Linked DNA regions of Sus scrofa: regions 2 and 3 are each linked to region 1. Evidence: chromatin contacts called from public Hi-C data. All regions are on one chromosome and are shown on one strand. Each heading gives the region's core, a stretch centred on a gene start, on an enhancer-like site or on the middle of the called end of the contact. The rest is flanking DNA. Distances are from core to core; before and after follow the strand shown.

Region 1 (4,886 bases), core at 1,633-4,132:
CTATGTAGTAGGAGTGTAGCCACAAGCAGTTTATTTAGTCTCACTCTTGCTTCCTTTCTTTCCGTCTGTAAAATGGGAACAATAGTCCACCTAAGTAAAATGGCTTTTGTGAGAGTAAATGAATGAATACACATTAAATATTTAGAGATGTCCTTAGCACAAAGTAAATGCTCAGTTAACCTGGTGAAAATTTGACAAGTTTGGAAAAGTCTGATGAAGAAAATACAGTCACCCATTTTCCACCACTCCCAGAACCAGGTAAATAACATTTTGCTTTGATCCTTCCCTATCCATTTTATAACCTATTTGGGGGTGTGCTGTTTATGAAAATGCTCATGGCTTTGTTTCACTTAACATGTCACCAGGACTTATTTTTATTATTTAAATTATTGGTAAGCATTCCGTGCCCCGTACTATGAACCATTTCCCTGTTGTTGGATACTTGGGTTTTTTCCCCAAATATCAAAAAACATTTAAAACAACTTATTTCTACCTTTATTATTTGGAATTATCTCTTGACTATAGAGCTGTTTTATCCTGTTAGTGAAGTAACGAGCATTTTTAAAAACCTTTCAGAACACAATGTATTAGACACGGGAGTGTCGAAACATGGTGGGGATGAAGCTTTTTTATCCCCGTCTTGGGAGGAATGTGATGAGGTATGAGACACGGTAATGGAGTAATAGACATTGAGCACATGTTCTTGGCCCAGAATCTGTCCCAAGTGCTTTACATGTATTAACCTGCAGCTTGACGCCTCCTGGAGAGTGACCGTTACTTTGATTTAAGCGATGCAAAAACTGAGGCACTGAAGAGGTTAGATGACCTGCCCTCGGTCACCCCTCTAATAATCTGCAGTGATGGGATTTGATCCCAGGAAATCTACTTGCAGAAATTGTATTCCCAGCTGGTTAATATACATGGTCTTTATATAGACAGATAAACAGACAGACAGACAGATAGGGAGATAGATGATAGATAGATAGATAGATAGATAGATAGAAAGATAGATAGATAGATAGAAAGAAATACATTTTTTTTTTTTTATGGCCGCACCCACCACATACGAGAGTTCTTGGGCCAGGAATTGAATCCGAGCCTCAGCTGTGACCTACGCCGCAGCTGTGGCAAATGCTAGATCCTTTAACTTGCTGCTCTGGGCCGGGGATCAAAGCCCCGCCTCCACAGTGATCCAAGCTGCTGTGGTCAGATTTTTAACCCACTCTGCCACAGGGGGAACTCCTCTACATGGTCTTTTCATGGGGGGTTTTATTCTAGGTATTTAATCAGGCACATGATTGCTGCTTCCCTTCCCTTCTTTATCTGGAAGAAAATAGGTCAAGCAAATTTTGGTAAACTGATACCTTTTCTGAACCTAGTGGCCAAAGTTTAGACAGGCTTTCATGTAACGAACAATTTAGGCATTTGGTTTTCTGAACGCTAATTTAGAGCTGGATCAGGATATCAGCAGGTTGCTTCCCACCCTATTTTAAATTGGATCATGGTATAACTTTGAGAAAATGACTACATTGTTTTCAAATAAGTCTTTTTTTTTTTTTTTTTCCAACCAACCAAGATCCTGTCCTTCCCAGACGTGAACACATTTGAGCAGCAGGCTTTCCTTCCATGTCTCTGCCTCCTTCTCCAAACTGCACAACAATAGATAACAACCCCACATCTGGATGCACCCTTGGGGGGCCACAGGAGAGTTGAGTTTGGGAGGAGAATCCAAGGGCACAGACATTCCAAGGGTGTTTCCTGGAAAAAAGGTCTTGGTTTTTCCTTCTTACAGAACCCAGCTCCTCCTGGAATGGAGGGCCCCTGTGGGTTGGAAAAAGAAGTTAGAGAAAATTTTTAAGGAACAAGGGACAAAGTGAAATAGAAAATTAGGAAATGATAGAGGATCTGGCTCTCTTTTCTGACTGCAAAATCTGTCTTGAACTTGCGAGTTTCTGGAAGAGGTGCGGGCTATTCCGCTCAATTTGTATCGTGGCTCAGCCTCCTCAAGAGTGGTTATTGCCCTGGAGGATGCTGGCCTTTTTTTTCATTCTTTTTTTTTTTTTTTTTTTATCATTATTCTTGCTTATTGCATCACTGTGAGCCACAGGCCTCTTTGCCCTTCCCTAGGTTTTCTAAGAATTGAAAGAAGTTTTTATAATTATGACATCAATTAGAGGTTATTCAGAAATTGGAAAGGAATCCAAATGTACACATCTCCGGATAGTTTAGTTTATTCTTATAAAGGGCAGGGATGCAGAAAATGCTTTGTTTATTGAGAAAATTCCAGGTTTGGGCAACATTCCATTTTAGAAGTCTTTTCTTGAAAAATATGCAGACTTAAGCTAAATGTACAATCCTAGCTTTTAGGAGCACTTCCTTCCTTAAATTGAACATTCGCCAGCTGCATAGATCACAACTACGGCTGGGATCTGATCCCTGGCCCAGTAACTTCATATGCCACGGGGTGGCCAAAATTTTTTTTTTTAAAAGCGCTTCTGCCTATGTGGCTCTTTTTTCAGGTTTATTTAAATAGAGACGAGAATTAACTGTATTTCAACAGTGATCAGAAAGACAGATTTTTTTTACTTGCAAAAGACAATCATAATTATGTAAGGTAATAAGTCACAGGAAAAATTATCCCCTTGAGTTCATTTGCATATGAAAGGCACACACATTCATTTGAAAAGGCCTCTCATTACACTTGAAAGGCAGAAATGGGGGTTAATGCTAAAATACTGAATTCTAATGACGCTCTCTCCGGCTTTTGTTCCTGGCTTTTACTGCACAGCGGGCCCCAGGCCGCACGCTGGGCCAGAAGCAAGCCAAGCCTCTTACTCCCAAGTCAGGGCCTGGCATTCCTGCCGCCAAGGGGCAGTCGTTTTCATGCAAGCGGTTTCTTTTCCCGCCGCTGCCCCAGCCGCTGGGCTAGGTCCTGGCTGCTCTGGCGTCTCCTTGTATCCAATTGCCAGGTCTCCCTCTGAAGCGCCCACTCAACGTGGGCCCTTTTATTCTCCTTTTTGCAGAGTCCTGTCTTCGCAGCAGCGGAGGCTCACCCAGCATGGCTTCCAGATGCTTCTCCCTTTCGCCCCATCGAGACGTTTCTCACCATCTCAAGTCCGCACCTTCAGGATGCCAGTTTAGAAGCACCATTTGCCTCGCGCGCCACCGTCTGGCCTAAAGGGGAACGACCTCTGCCCGTGGCTGAGGATCAGCTTTGAAAAGGGCTAATGTGGCATTTCTAGTTTTTGTCCAATATCTGTCCTTACCCATTTTCTGTAAAGTGACTGTGATGGATATTCTCGCTTACTAATGAAGGCAGTTTTCCTCTATACATTCCTCTTGCAATAGTTTGGGTTTAGAGATACTGAAATAAGAACCTATACCGTCAACTAAAAATCATATAAATTGCATCATTTATAAAGCAATTTGTGGGCAGGATACAATATGCTTTGGTGTCTTAAAAATGCAGTAACACAATCATGCAGGCAATACTCTTTTCTCACCCATAGTCTCATAGATTGTGTCTACGGCAGGGTAGGTATAAAGGGAAATAGTTCACCCTTCCCGTGGCTCCTGGCATCCCAGCTCCTTGGTGGCCAGGTCACAGTGCTGATTCTACAGACCCAGGTTCCAGAATGAACTGGATTGGAAGGTTTTAAAAAGTGTGTACACCGGATGGCATGTGTGTTTGTGTGTGTGTGCACATGCTTTGTGAGCTGACCCCCTGGGCTGCTAAAAGGAAATTTAGGAATTCTATTTATACTTTTTTTTAATCTCATACTTCAACATTTACATTTTATAATGTACATAAACTTATTAGAACAGTTGTCCTATATCATTTACAAATTAGTATTTTAATTTGGGGGAGGGTCTTTTTTTAGGGGCACACCCATGGGCACATGGAGATTCCCAGGCTAGGGGTCAAATCTGAGCTGCAGTCACCGCCCTATGCCCACAGCCACAGCAACATCAGATCTTAGCCGTGTCTGCAGCCTACATCACAGCCCATGGTAACACAGGATCCCCAACCCACTGAGCAAAGCCAGGGATTGAACCTGCATCCTCATGGATGTTAGTCAGATTTGTTTCGGCCGAGCCACAACAGGAACTCCACAAATTAGTATTTTAAAAGGTATTAAGCACAGCAAAGAAAATCATGGACTTGGAGAATAGACTTGTGGTTGCCAAGGGGAAGGGGGAGGGAGGGGGGTGGTTGGGGAGCTTGGGGTTAATTGATGCAGACTGTTGCCTTTGGAATGGATGAGCAATGAGATCCTGCTGTGTAGCCCTGGGAACTATGTCTAGTCACTTAGGATGGAGCCTGATAATGTGAGAAAATAGAATGTGTACATGTATGTGTAACTCAGTCACCATGCTATACAGTAGAAAAAAAAATGTATTGGGGAAATTAAAAAAATTAAAAGATATTAAAAATACAGAGTAAGAAATGCTTAATTGGAGTTTCCATTGTGGCTCAGGAGGTTAAGAACCTGACATAGTGTCCTTGAGGATGTGGGTTCGATCCCTGGCCTCGATCAGTGGCTGAAGAATCCAGCACTGCCGCAAGCTGCAGCATAGGCCACGGATGCAGCTCTGAGCCAGCGTTGCTGTGGCTGTGATGTAAGCCTCAGCTGCAGCTCCACGTTGACCCCTTCTATGTGCCTTAGGCAGCGCTGAAAAGGAGAGAAGAAAAGTAAAGAGGAAGAAATGATTTGTGGATAAAAGTTTGTGACTAAAATGCATTCACATTTTAAATGCCTAAAAGCGCATTGAACTTAAAGATGGTCTCGGCATGGCCCTAACTGGCACTGCAAGGCAGCATAACAGATGCCCAGGCAGCTGGAATAGGGTCTGGGCTGCAGATGGTTAACCAGCCTCTCCCTCTA
Region 2 (4,886 bases), core at 1,108-3,607, 250 kb after region 1:
CCAGCTAAGATTCCGGCTCATTCTCTCTGCTGCATCCAGACTTCGTTTTTAGAATATGTTGCCCTCGTCCTGTGTGTTCTCAACTCTTGACGTTCCTCTGTGGATCCTACCCAGAGGAGTTAGTAGGAGAACAAGGATGAAAATTTGTTGAGTCTTTAGAACATGGGAATACGTGATGTGGGGACAGATGAATGGAGGTGGCCCTTTTATGGTCACAACGATTGTATGGTCCCTCTTACATTCTTCGGTTTTCATCTGGAGTGAGATATGACCAGGCTTATGAAGGGCTTATGCGACATTGATGGGTAATGGATCCATGATGGATGAGAACAGAATGAAAATGTGGCATCTGTCACACCGATCAATGCTGGTTGCTGATGCTTTCCTGCTGCAGAGAACAAGTAAGAGGCTGGATCTAGAAACCAGGTTGCAGTGGTGAGATGGGACCACCCAGAACTTTCTTCCATGCTTTTTAAAAATTTTTTAATTTTTATTTATTAATTTTTAGCACAGGGGTCATCCTGTTTAAGGCTGCTCTTTGGGAAATCCCGAGTAGAACACTGCTTATTGGGGTACCGCAGGTAACATGTAACATGGATGCTTCCTGGGAGAGCAGAAAACAGGGGATCTCAGTGGAGCCGAGAGCACATTTTTCCCAGCACTTAGTGGAAGCTGCCCAGGTGAAACAGCTCAGGACTTTGAAATTTTAGGGGAAACACAATTTTAATCAGCCTGCCATCTCATTTATTGTTCTGAGATGAAAAGAGCGGAAATCAACATCCCCTCAAAATGTAGATGCCGAGAACTTGTCAGGTTCTGATTTTACACGAGATTTCTTGTATTTTCTCTTTCATCCTTTTTTCTTTTTTGGTCTTTTTTCTTTCCCTTTGTTTCTTTCTCTTTGTTTCTTTTTGTTTATTTCTCTCCTTCTTTCTTTCTTAATTCCACTTTCTTTCTTTCTTTCTCTTTTATTTCTTTTTATCTCTTTATTTTCTTCCTTCCTTCCTTTCTCTTTCTTTCTCTTTCTTTTTCTTTCTCTTTCTTCTCTTTTTCTCTTTCCCTCTTTCTCTTCTCCTCCTCCTCCCCGTCCTCCTCTTCATCTTTCCTCCTTCTGTCCTAATACAAGAGGGAAATCATGGGATCAGTAAAAGATACAGAACCTTGGGCTCCTTCCTAGAGCTCTGACGTGGGCAGGCGTGAAATCGATTCCCTGACTGTCCTGCCTCTGAAACCGGGAGGAGCTGGATGACTCAGGGTTTGGTCTATTGTGTTCTGCGGGTCCCCTTTGGAGACCACACCTCTTCACTGGCCCAGCTTTCGTGTAGCTAAATTCAAAGCAAAATGTTGTTTCTTCCAGAGAACAAGTAATTTCCTGAAAATGAGTAATTAAAAGGCCTGCCATCCTCTCAGGAATGTTCAGGCCTCCATGAGCTGCATTTCCTCCGTCCGAGGGGCAAACAGACGTGTGGCCCTGAACTTAACGGCTCAGATTTTAAAACACTGAACTGGAGGATGTGGCATCTCTGTGTAGCCAGGAGTTCTGTTGGGGTCCGTCTGGAACATGGACCTTTGTCAGAGGGGGGCCAGCTCGCTGCCATTAGAACGTGTTTGTGTCACTTCGAGTCTTGGGATTTTCAACGGATATTTGAAAACAAGGATTCGACAGGTTTATTCTCCCCTTTCCTTCTAGTTCCTTGCATTCTAGAGTCTGTGCATTTTCTCCTGGCTTTTGTGGACCCAGGAGCAACTACCTGTGTTGCAAGGAGAAAATGAAACTGCTCTGGAACACTCGCTGGAGGTGGTGAAGGGATAAACGTCCTCAAAAATCCGCAGGCGAATGGCGGCGACTAAGCGGGGTCCCCCCTGAACATGAACTAAGTACCGCCTGCAAAGTTTCCTTTTAAGAGAAGAGAAGCCGGGAGTGGGATGGGGGGTGTGGGGGGCTCAAGTCCCGGGTCCCAGGCGTGTGGCGGGTCTTCTGGCGAGACACAGGCGAGAGGGCCCGTCTGTCACCCGGCTGCAGGGTGCCCTCCACGCCCAGGGCAGAGGTGCTCGCCGCCCACGCGAAGCCACACCGAGTCCCGCCACATCTCACATCTGCATCCTGCCTGGGGTGGCGTGTCACACGGCGGCACACCGGGTCACACCTGCTGTGGCCATCCCGGGCCCAGGCAATTGATGTCTTTTTTTTTTTTTTTTAATTAAAAAAAAAAATCTCCTGGCTGCATATCATCAAGAAAAACAACATTGTTTTCGGGGCCTCTTATCTCTCCACTCCCAAATATCCTGTTTCTTCGGGCTGGGCCGCCAGGACCAATAGAAACCTCTTCCTGCCATTGGCTGACTTCATTTCCCAGACTTAGCACAATCTCATCCGCTCTAAACAACCTCATCAAAACTACTTTCTGGTCAGAGAGAAGCAATAATTATCATTAACATTTATTAACGATCAATAAACTTGATCGCATTATGGCCAGCACTATTAAGGTAAGGAGAGGGTTCCTTTTCATTTGACAAAATCTCGTGCTTGTTACCCTTTTCTTTGGTTTCCTTTATCAAGGCAGATAAGTCAGGGTTGGGCAACACCCCCACTGCCACAATAGAGGACAACAAGATTTCCTTTGCACTGCCTAGTAAATTTCCTTTTTCCTACTCCAACCATCCGCAAGGCTTAAAAACTTCAAACTCGGAAAAAAATTGGGGTTTCTAAATTCCCTGTTGAGGGCTGTGGATGACTTTTGCAAAAGCTGTACAGGGCGCGTCTGAATTTTCATTTTCTTTACCTGTCTCGAGCGGGGCCGCGCGCGTGTCCGCTGGAAGGGAGTGGACTCGGAGCGGCTGGAGGGCCGGGTCCGAGGCAGAGCTGGGCTTGGAGATGCTGCCCTGGCGCACGTTCTCGAAGGCCTCCCTTAGCTTCAGGGGGGTCCGCCGGGTCCCGGTGGACGCGAAGAAAGATGCTGGGCAAGTGGCCGTCGGTCGTGGCACATGCCAGTGTTGACTTGGATTTTTTTTTTTTTTGGAACCTGCATGCCGAGAGCGGAGGGTTCGCGTATAACCCAGATGGTGGTGATTCGGTGTGTTCGGTTCTGTATTTCTGTTTAATAAAGTCCCTTCTCCTCGGTGCACTGTGAGTAGACTTTCTTCCTCGCGGTGGTGACGGCTGCTTGGTGGGAACCGGGAAGCAGTGGCTGGCAGGTGCTCTGTGCTCTGGGGTCTGTGGTCCGATGTGATGTTTTTCTCACAAATGTTTCTGGTAAATAACATGGCGAGACTCAGGTGGAGGTGAATCCAGGTAGGTAGAAATGTAAACACGGCCTGATTCCTGAAAGTGAAGCCGACTTGATGATTCCTGTAACTCGGTGGCATGGGATCCATGAAGGGGTCTGTTACCATATTTTTCAAGGCCCCCGTGCCTTGGTGACCTTTGGAGAAAATGCGAAAAAGGCAGCAGCAGAAACAGATCCTGAAAAGAGGATAAAGGAGGGTTTTATTGGTGGCGTGCCTAGAGTGTGGCTGCGTGTAGGTGAGAGGCATTTGATTGTGGTTTCATCAAGGGCTTCTGTTAATTAGAAAGCTCAGGAATATGAGGTTTGTCCGGAATGGGGCCAAAACAATTTCAGAAATCCTCCTTGGTTGGGTATTTGAAAGGTTTGTTTGAAAGGATTTAATTACTACCTATGGTATAAACTGTATTTCAGAAATTCTCTTCAGTTTCCGTTTTATTTCAAGATGTGATCAGTGATGTATATTAAAAAATCCATGTATCCAAGACTGTAATGTTACAGAGATTTTTCTTTTCTTTGGCTACAAGGATTGAGGTCTGCTGAAATATAAGGTCATAGGCATTTTGCAGGGGAGGGTTTGATGTGCCCCCTTTTCAGCTCTGAGCAGAAATGATTCGCTTTTATAACCCCTCATGCTGCCCTTTTAATTATTTTTTCGCCCTTATTTATGTCCATATTTCACAGCAGTTGAGACTAATAGTCTTCGTAAATTTTGAGTAGTGCGAGTACAGTTGTGTGCGTGTGTTTCAAAAAATCAGCATATTAAAGGACATGGAAATAGCAGACCATTCCTTAGAGCGTGGGGTGCATTTTGCATAGCACACAGACGTGTCCTGCTGTTCGAAGTACACATTTCTGAAGATAGGAGGGTAGGTTTTGAAGTCTGACTGTTTTGTCCTTTCAGAATGAGTTTTGGCAAACCGTTTATGTTGGTCCAGGATTCTCTACTTGCCGTAGCATTTGATTCCCCTGCATCATCTGTATAGTGTATATATCTCATGTGAACTTTCGAAATGACTTCAAGTGGATGCTTTTTAATCCGCTGTTCAAATAAAATCGCCCCTCTTTATAGGTAACTTCCTTTAAGACATGTTCTGCTGGGCTTCCTGGGTAAAGTAATGAGATGATTTCACAGACTTGTTTATAGAGTGGAAAAAAAAGAGGCCCAGGTCTGTGGACTACAGTTTTAATTATGTTAGTGCAAAGCTCAAATTAGCAGAGGGAAAATTACAGCTGTCCGTTGGAATTAGAAAACAGTCTGTCATACAGGCAGTTTCCAGTCTCAGATGCACTCTGTTTTTTGTTGTTTCAGTAAATAAATCAATTAGTCCATCACGTGTCAGAGGCACTGAGTTTGTTAAGTTGGTACTCCCCTCCTGAGTGGATTTTTTGGAGGGTGGGGGCGTTAATAGCTCTAAGACCCTATTAACACATGAGATGTTTTTATTCCAAGTTTTATGATTCTCACCATCATTTTTTCTTGGTATTTTGGAAATGGGAACAGAGTGTTTCCATGGGAAGAAATAAAGGGATTTTAGGAACTTATGTACGGTGCCCGTTTATCTTTAAAAGTCTGTGGATTTTAAGGTCAGGTTAAGAGGT
Region 3 (4,886 bases), core at 1,161-3,660, 200 kb before region 1:
GTGACTCTAAATAGAAATGGAAGCCATCAGCTCTGTGCTCCATGCCCGCAGCCCCCTGAGGCCCCCACATGGGACTTTTCCCACCACTTTCTCCACAACCCTCAGCCTGAAGCCACCTGGACGCCAGTGCCCCACTGGTCACTCACATGACACCCCACTGCATGAGTGTCTTATTGCTGCTGGAACCAATTACCGCAAAGTTTTCGTGGCATGAAACAACACCCACTTCTTCCCTCCCAGTTCTGTAGGCAGAAGTCGAGGTATAGGAGTTCCCACTGTGGCTCAGTGGGTTAAGGACCTGATGTTGTCTCTACGAGGTTGTGATTTGATCCCTGGCCTCGCTCAGTGGGTTAAGGATCTGGTGTAGCCATGAGCTGCAGCGTAGGTTGCAGATGTGGCTTGGGTCCAGCATTGCATGGTTGTGGCATAGGCTGGGGCTTCCGCTCTGATTCGATCCCTAGTCCCAGAACTTCCATGTGCCACAGGTGGGTGTGGCTGTAAAAAGAGAAAAAGGAGTGGAGGTACAGTGTGATTCCACTGGTCTGTCCAAGGACCCACAAGCCCCAAATCAAGGTCCTGGAAGAGCTATGTTCCCTTTTGGAAACCGGACCCGTGTCCTAGGGCTGCTGGGACAAAGGACCACAAACTAAGTGGCTTCAAACACAGAAATTGACATTCTCACAGTTCTGGAGGCCAGAGGGTGAGATAAAGTGTCACCGAGTGATGCTCCCTCTGAAGGTTCTAGGGAGAACCCTTCCTGCCTCCTTTGGCTTTTTGTGGCTCCAGGGGTCCCTTGGCTTGTGGCCGCATCACTCCAGTCTCTGCCTTCATCTCTGTCTTCTTCTGTCTCTTACAAGGATGCTTGTTGTTGGATTTAGGGCCCACCCCAGACCTGAGGTGACTGCACTTGGATGTCATGAACTGAATCATGTCTGCAAATGCCCTTTTCCAAAGAAGGTCATGTTTCCAAGGTCAAGGATGAGGATGGAGACGTAGCTTAGGGGAGGGGGACCATTCACTCCAGCCACACCAGCTGCCGGGCTTGTGGCAGCGCTGGTTAACATCCCCTCCTCCCCCCACCTCACGGCAACTCAGAGCATCCCAGGTGCTCTCCTAGGTTTTACTGGGCAAACTTCTCGCCCTCATTTTCACATGAGTCACGCCTGAAAGTCCTTCAGCTCAGAAGAACAGCATTTTCAGAAACACGATATCAAATTGTATTCTGTTAATTGGAAAACGGTTCAAGGAATAGGTGCAAAACCCAGGTTAATCATCGCCCAGGTTAACTGAGGTAGCACCTGCTGGGATATTTGCTTTGGACGGCTTTGCATTTGAGGTTGGAGCTTAATTGCCTCTTCATTTCAGAGGATCAATACGTTACTTGTTTAAAAGAAATACTTGCACAACAAGGTCCTTCTGGATAGCACAGAGAACTATATCCAATAACCTAGGATAAATCATAATGGAAAAGAATATATAAATATTCTTATATAAAAAATATATAATATATACAATAAATATATGACTATATATAAAATTCATGTATATATGAATGACTTTACTGTACAACAGAAATTAACACCACATTGTAAATCAACCATACTGCAATTTAAAAAAAGAAAAAAAAATACTTGCAAGTCCTGGGAATAAGGAGGGAAACTTTTCTCCATGTTGAACTGCTCTATTTTCTCTTTTATTTTATTATTTTACATTTTTAGAAATTAAAGTATGGTTGATTTACAATGTCATGCCAGTTTCTGCTCTGTAGCATAGTGACTCAGCCATACTCTTCTTTTTCTCATATTATCTTCCATCATGTTCTATCCTAAGAGACTGGATAGAGTTCCCCATGCAGTACAGCAGGACCTCATGGCTTATCCATTCTAAATGGAATAGTTTGCATCTACTAACCCCAAACTCTCTGTCCAGCCCACTCTCTCCCCCCTGCGCCTTGGCAACCACAAGTCTGTTCTCCGTGGCTGTGGGTTTGTCTCTGTTTTGTAGATAAGTTTCTTTCTGCCATATATTAGATTCCATGTATAAGTGATATCATATGGTATTTGTCTTTCTCTTTCTGACTTACTTCACTTAGTCTGAGGCTCTCTAGTTGCATCCAGGTTGCTGCCAATGTTATTAATTAATAAGCCCTGCATGATAAAACCCCAAAGACCTTGAAACTTAGCTTTTACTCATTTCTAATCATGATCTCAAAAAACAGCCCATCTTTAGCACAAACGGGAATCAGTTTACATGTTGTGGTCCGGGCTCATCCCTCTTCCAGGGTCAGCCGGTTCAGGGTGGCCTCAGGGCAGAGGCAAACGTGTGACCCACGGCCCCTGCTTTCAGCTCGTTGACTCCTGCATCCAAGTGTTCTTTCCTGTTAGTAAACAGAGATCGTGACCTCATCGCGGCTGCCGGGAATCACATGGCCACCGACCGCTCTGGGCGCCTGTCAGCACGGGTCACAGACACAGATGGGGACTCTGCCACCCCCGGGAGACTTCCTGCTGAGACTCCCAGGTCTGGACATGGTCCAGGGCTGAGGGGGAGGAGGCAGGGTCTGCAGGGGTCACTGCGGTCTCTCTGCCCATCATATATCACACCCCTACCCACACCCAGCGCGACCCCACTCCCCTCTCCACCCCCTTGTGCCCCCGCCATCCTGCCACTCTCCTCTCTGGTCCCCCAGCTGCCCGCTCCCCTCAGCCAGCTCTGCACCGAGGGAGCCTGGAGGGAAGCAAGTCCTTGCTTCCTTCCCACAAAGCAGTGGCTCCACATCACTCATGGATGAGCTGGCCTCTTGCTCCCTCTACCTGAAGGGACCCCTCTTCCTGGACAACCCCTGGCTCCTCTGCACCTCATTAAGCTCTTTGCTCTAAGGCCACCTTCGTCCCCCACCCCCCAGTTGCAGCCCCTACCCCAACCCCTTCTCCCCAGCACTGGTTTTTTCGAAGTATAGTTGATTCACGATGTTGGGTTAGTTTCTGGTGTGCAGCAAAGCGATTGGGTTTTATATATGCCTCTGTGTGTGTATATATATATATACTTCGTCATTACAGGTTATTATGAGATATCGAGTATAGCTCCCTGAGCTACGCAGTAGGTTCTCATCAGTTCTCTGTCATATATAGAGTAGTATGTATCTGTTCATCCCAAACTTCCAAGTATCCTCCCCTTTTCCCCCTCTGGTAACCGTAAGCTTGGTTTTCTATGTGGGTCTATTTCTGTTTTATAAATAACTTCATCGGTATTATTTTTTAGATTCCACATATAGGTGGTCTCTTATGATATTTGACTTCCTCTGACTTATTTCACGTAGTGTGATACTGTCTCGGTCCATCCGTGTCGCTGCGAATGGCGTATTTCATTCTATGTGACGACCGAGTAATATTCCATTGTGCATATGTGCCACATCTTTATCCAGTCCTCTGTCAATGGACACTTCGATTGCTTCCATGTCTTGGCTACTGTGAACAGTCCCAGCTTGCTTTATCTCAGAGCGCACCACCAGGTGATAGGGTTTTCTTAGCATGTGCCTCCCTGACCCCCATTGGATGGAAGCTCTAAGGTCAGAGTGAGTTTGGGGCTTTGCTTTCTTTGGAAGCAGAGAAGCAAAGCCCCAAACTCATTTCCCTAGTGCCCACAGCCAATCCCCGTGGGCGCTCAGTCCTACGGCTGAAGAGAGGGAGTCAGTATGAACCTGCAGGAATGAACCAAGAGCAGCAGTGGCCACTGTCCTGTCAACCGATCTGTTCAGAAACAGACTTGTCACTCCTCTCCGAAGTGAGTCAGCTGCTTCGGGGCCTCACAATTCTTCCTCCCTTCTCGCCCACAGACTTTTTAAATAAATGATGAAAGCCTGGGTCACGTGCAACCCCTGTGGGCTGTGTGCTCTTCCAGCCCTGCGTGTGGCACTGACCATGTAATTTTCCATGCACTAGTTGAAGGAGGCGGTAGATTGCCACCAAGAAAGAGGAAGAAACTGGTGGTGATGTTGACAGTGGGACCTGACTGGGGAAACCCAGGGGTGGCCAGGATTTAAAGCCACCTGCTTCCAGCAGGTGCAGAGCCTCGACTTAGAAGCACCAAAACAGAATGTATTTATTACCCCTTATCTAAGACTACACATTTGCAGTTGACCCTGCCCCTACATTTATTCCTGAGAAAAGCAGCATTGTCTATGGTGTGGCTTGAATAACGGTCTGTGGCGCGGCTTGAATAGACACACCACTTTCATTATCTGTGGAGCAGCTGTCCACACTCACCTTTCTAAAAAGTGCTTCTAACAAGCCAGCCACCAGACAGCTAGGACCCGCCCACAGGATTCTGATTTGATTGGTCAGGCGGATGCTGGGCATCGGTAGTTTTAACCCCTCCTCCCCTCATCTGGTGGATCCTATGTGCAGCCGTATTGGAGAGCAATGGACTCAGTGAATCTGGGTCCACGACGCAGTACGACCATTCCTTTCTTTTTTTTTTTTTTTTTTTTTTTTTGTCTTTTTGCCATTTCTTGGGCCGCTCCTGCGGCATATGGAGCTTCCCAGGCTAGGAGTCCAATTGGAGCTGTAGTCACCAGCCTATACCAGAGCCACAGCAACGCGGGATCCGAGCTGCGTCTGCAACCTGCACCACAGCTCACGGAAACACCGGATCCTTAACCCACTGAGCAAGGGCAGGGATCGAACCCGCAACCTCATAGTTCCTAGTCGGATTCGTTAACCACTGCGCCACGACGGGAACTCCAGGCCACTCCTTTCAAGTGGGATGGGGAAAGCAGGGCCTTGGGGTTCCAGCCTGAGCCCATGAACACTGGTTGGCATTGGCAACGCTTCTCCCCAAGGGTTGGTTTCCTCACCTCTTCATGGAGATTTCAGGCCCTGCTTGTG

What was found. Hi-C and Micro-C count contacts between places; a contact is called where the count stands out from the background.
Region 2: a contact with region 1 is called in a Hi-C map of subcutaneous adipose tissue, with 2.6 times the contacts expected there. The contact joins the promoter of ERG here to the enhancer-like site in region 1. A contact is called at or near these places in 12 of 47 Hi-C or Micro-C datasets (alveolar macrophages, brain, embryonic fibroblasts and 8 more) and 1 of 2 datasets of contacts at active chromatin or transcription factors (skeletal muscle).
Region 3: a contact with region 1 is called in a Hi-C map of liver, with 2.2 times the contacts expected there. The contact joins two enhancer-like sites. A contact is called at or near these places in 11 of 47 Hi-C or Micro-C datasets (alveolar macrophages, embryonic fibroblasts, heart right ventricle and 6 more) and 2 of 2 datasets of contacts at active chromatin or transcription factors (alveolar macrophages and skeletal muscle).

The regions. Positions count from the first base shown.
Region 1 is chr13:202,374,112-202,378,997 of Sscrofa11.1, reverse strand. No RefSeq gene overlaps it. Among named protein-coding and RNA genes, the nearest start is that of ETS2, 88 kb to the left of the region's middle. Within about 2 kb of position 2,882, at least 33 of the 83 cell types and tissues checked have an H3K27ac peak or open chromatin away from gene starts, as enhancers often do. A contact at or near this core is called in alveolar macrophages, epiblast stem cells, liver and 3 more, where this site is marked.
Region 2 is chr13:202,126,807-202,131,692 of Sscrofa11.1, reverse strand. It overlaps ERG (ERG, ETS transcription factor), which reads left to right and starts at 2,357. Exons shown (of 10, transcript NM_001244456.1): 1 at 2,357-2,487. The coding sequence starts at 2,470.
Region 3 is chr13:202,574,510-202,579,395 of Sscrofa11.1, reverse strand. No RefSeq gene overlaps it. Among named protein-coding and RNA genes, the nearest start is that of ETS2, 110 kb to the right of the region's middle. Within about 2 kb of position 2,410, at least 24 of the 83 cell types and tissues checked have an H3K27ac peak or open chromatin away from gene starts, as enhancers often do. A contact at or near this core is called in alveolar macrophages, liver, retroperitoneal adipose tissue and 1 more, where this site is marked.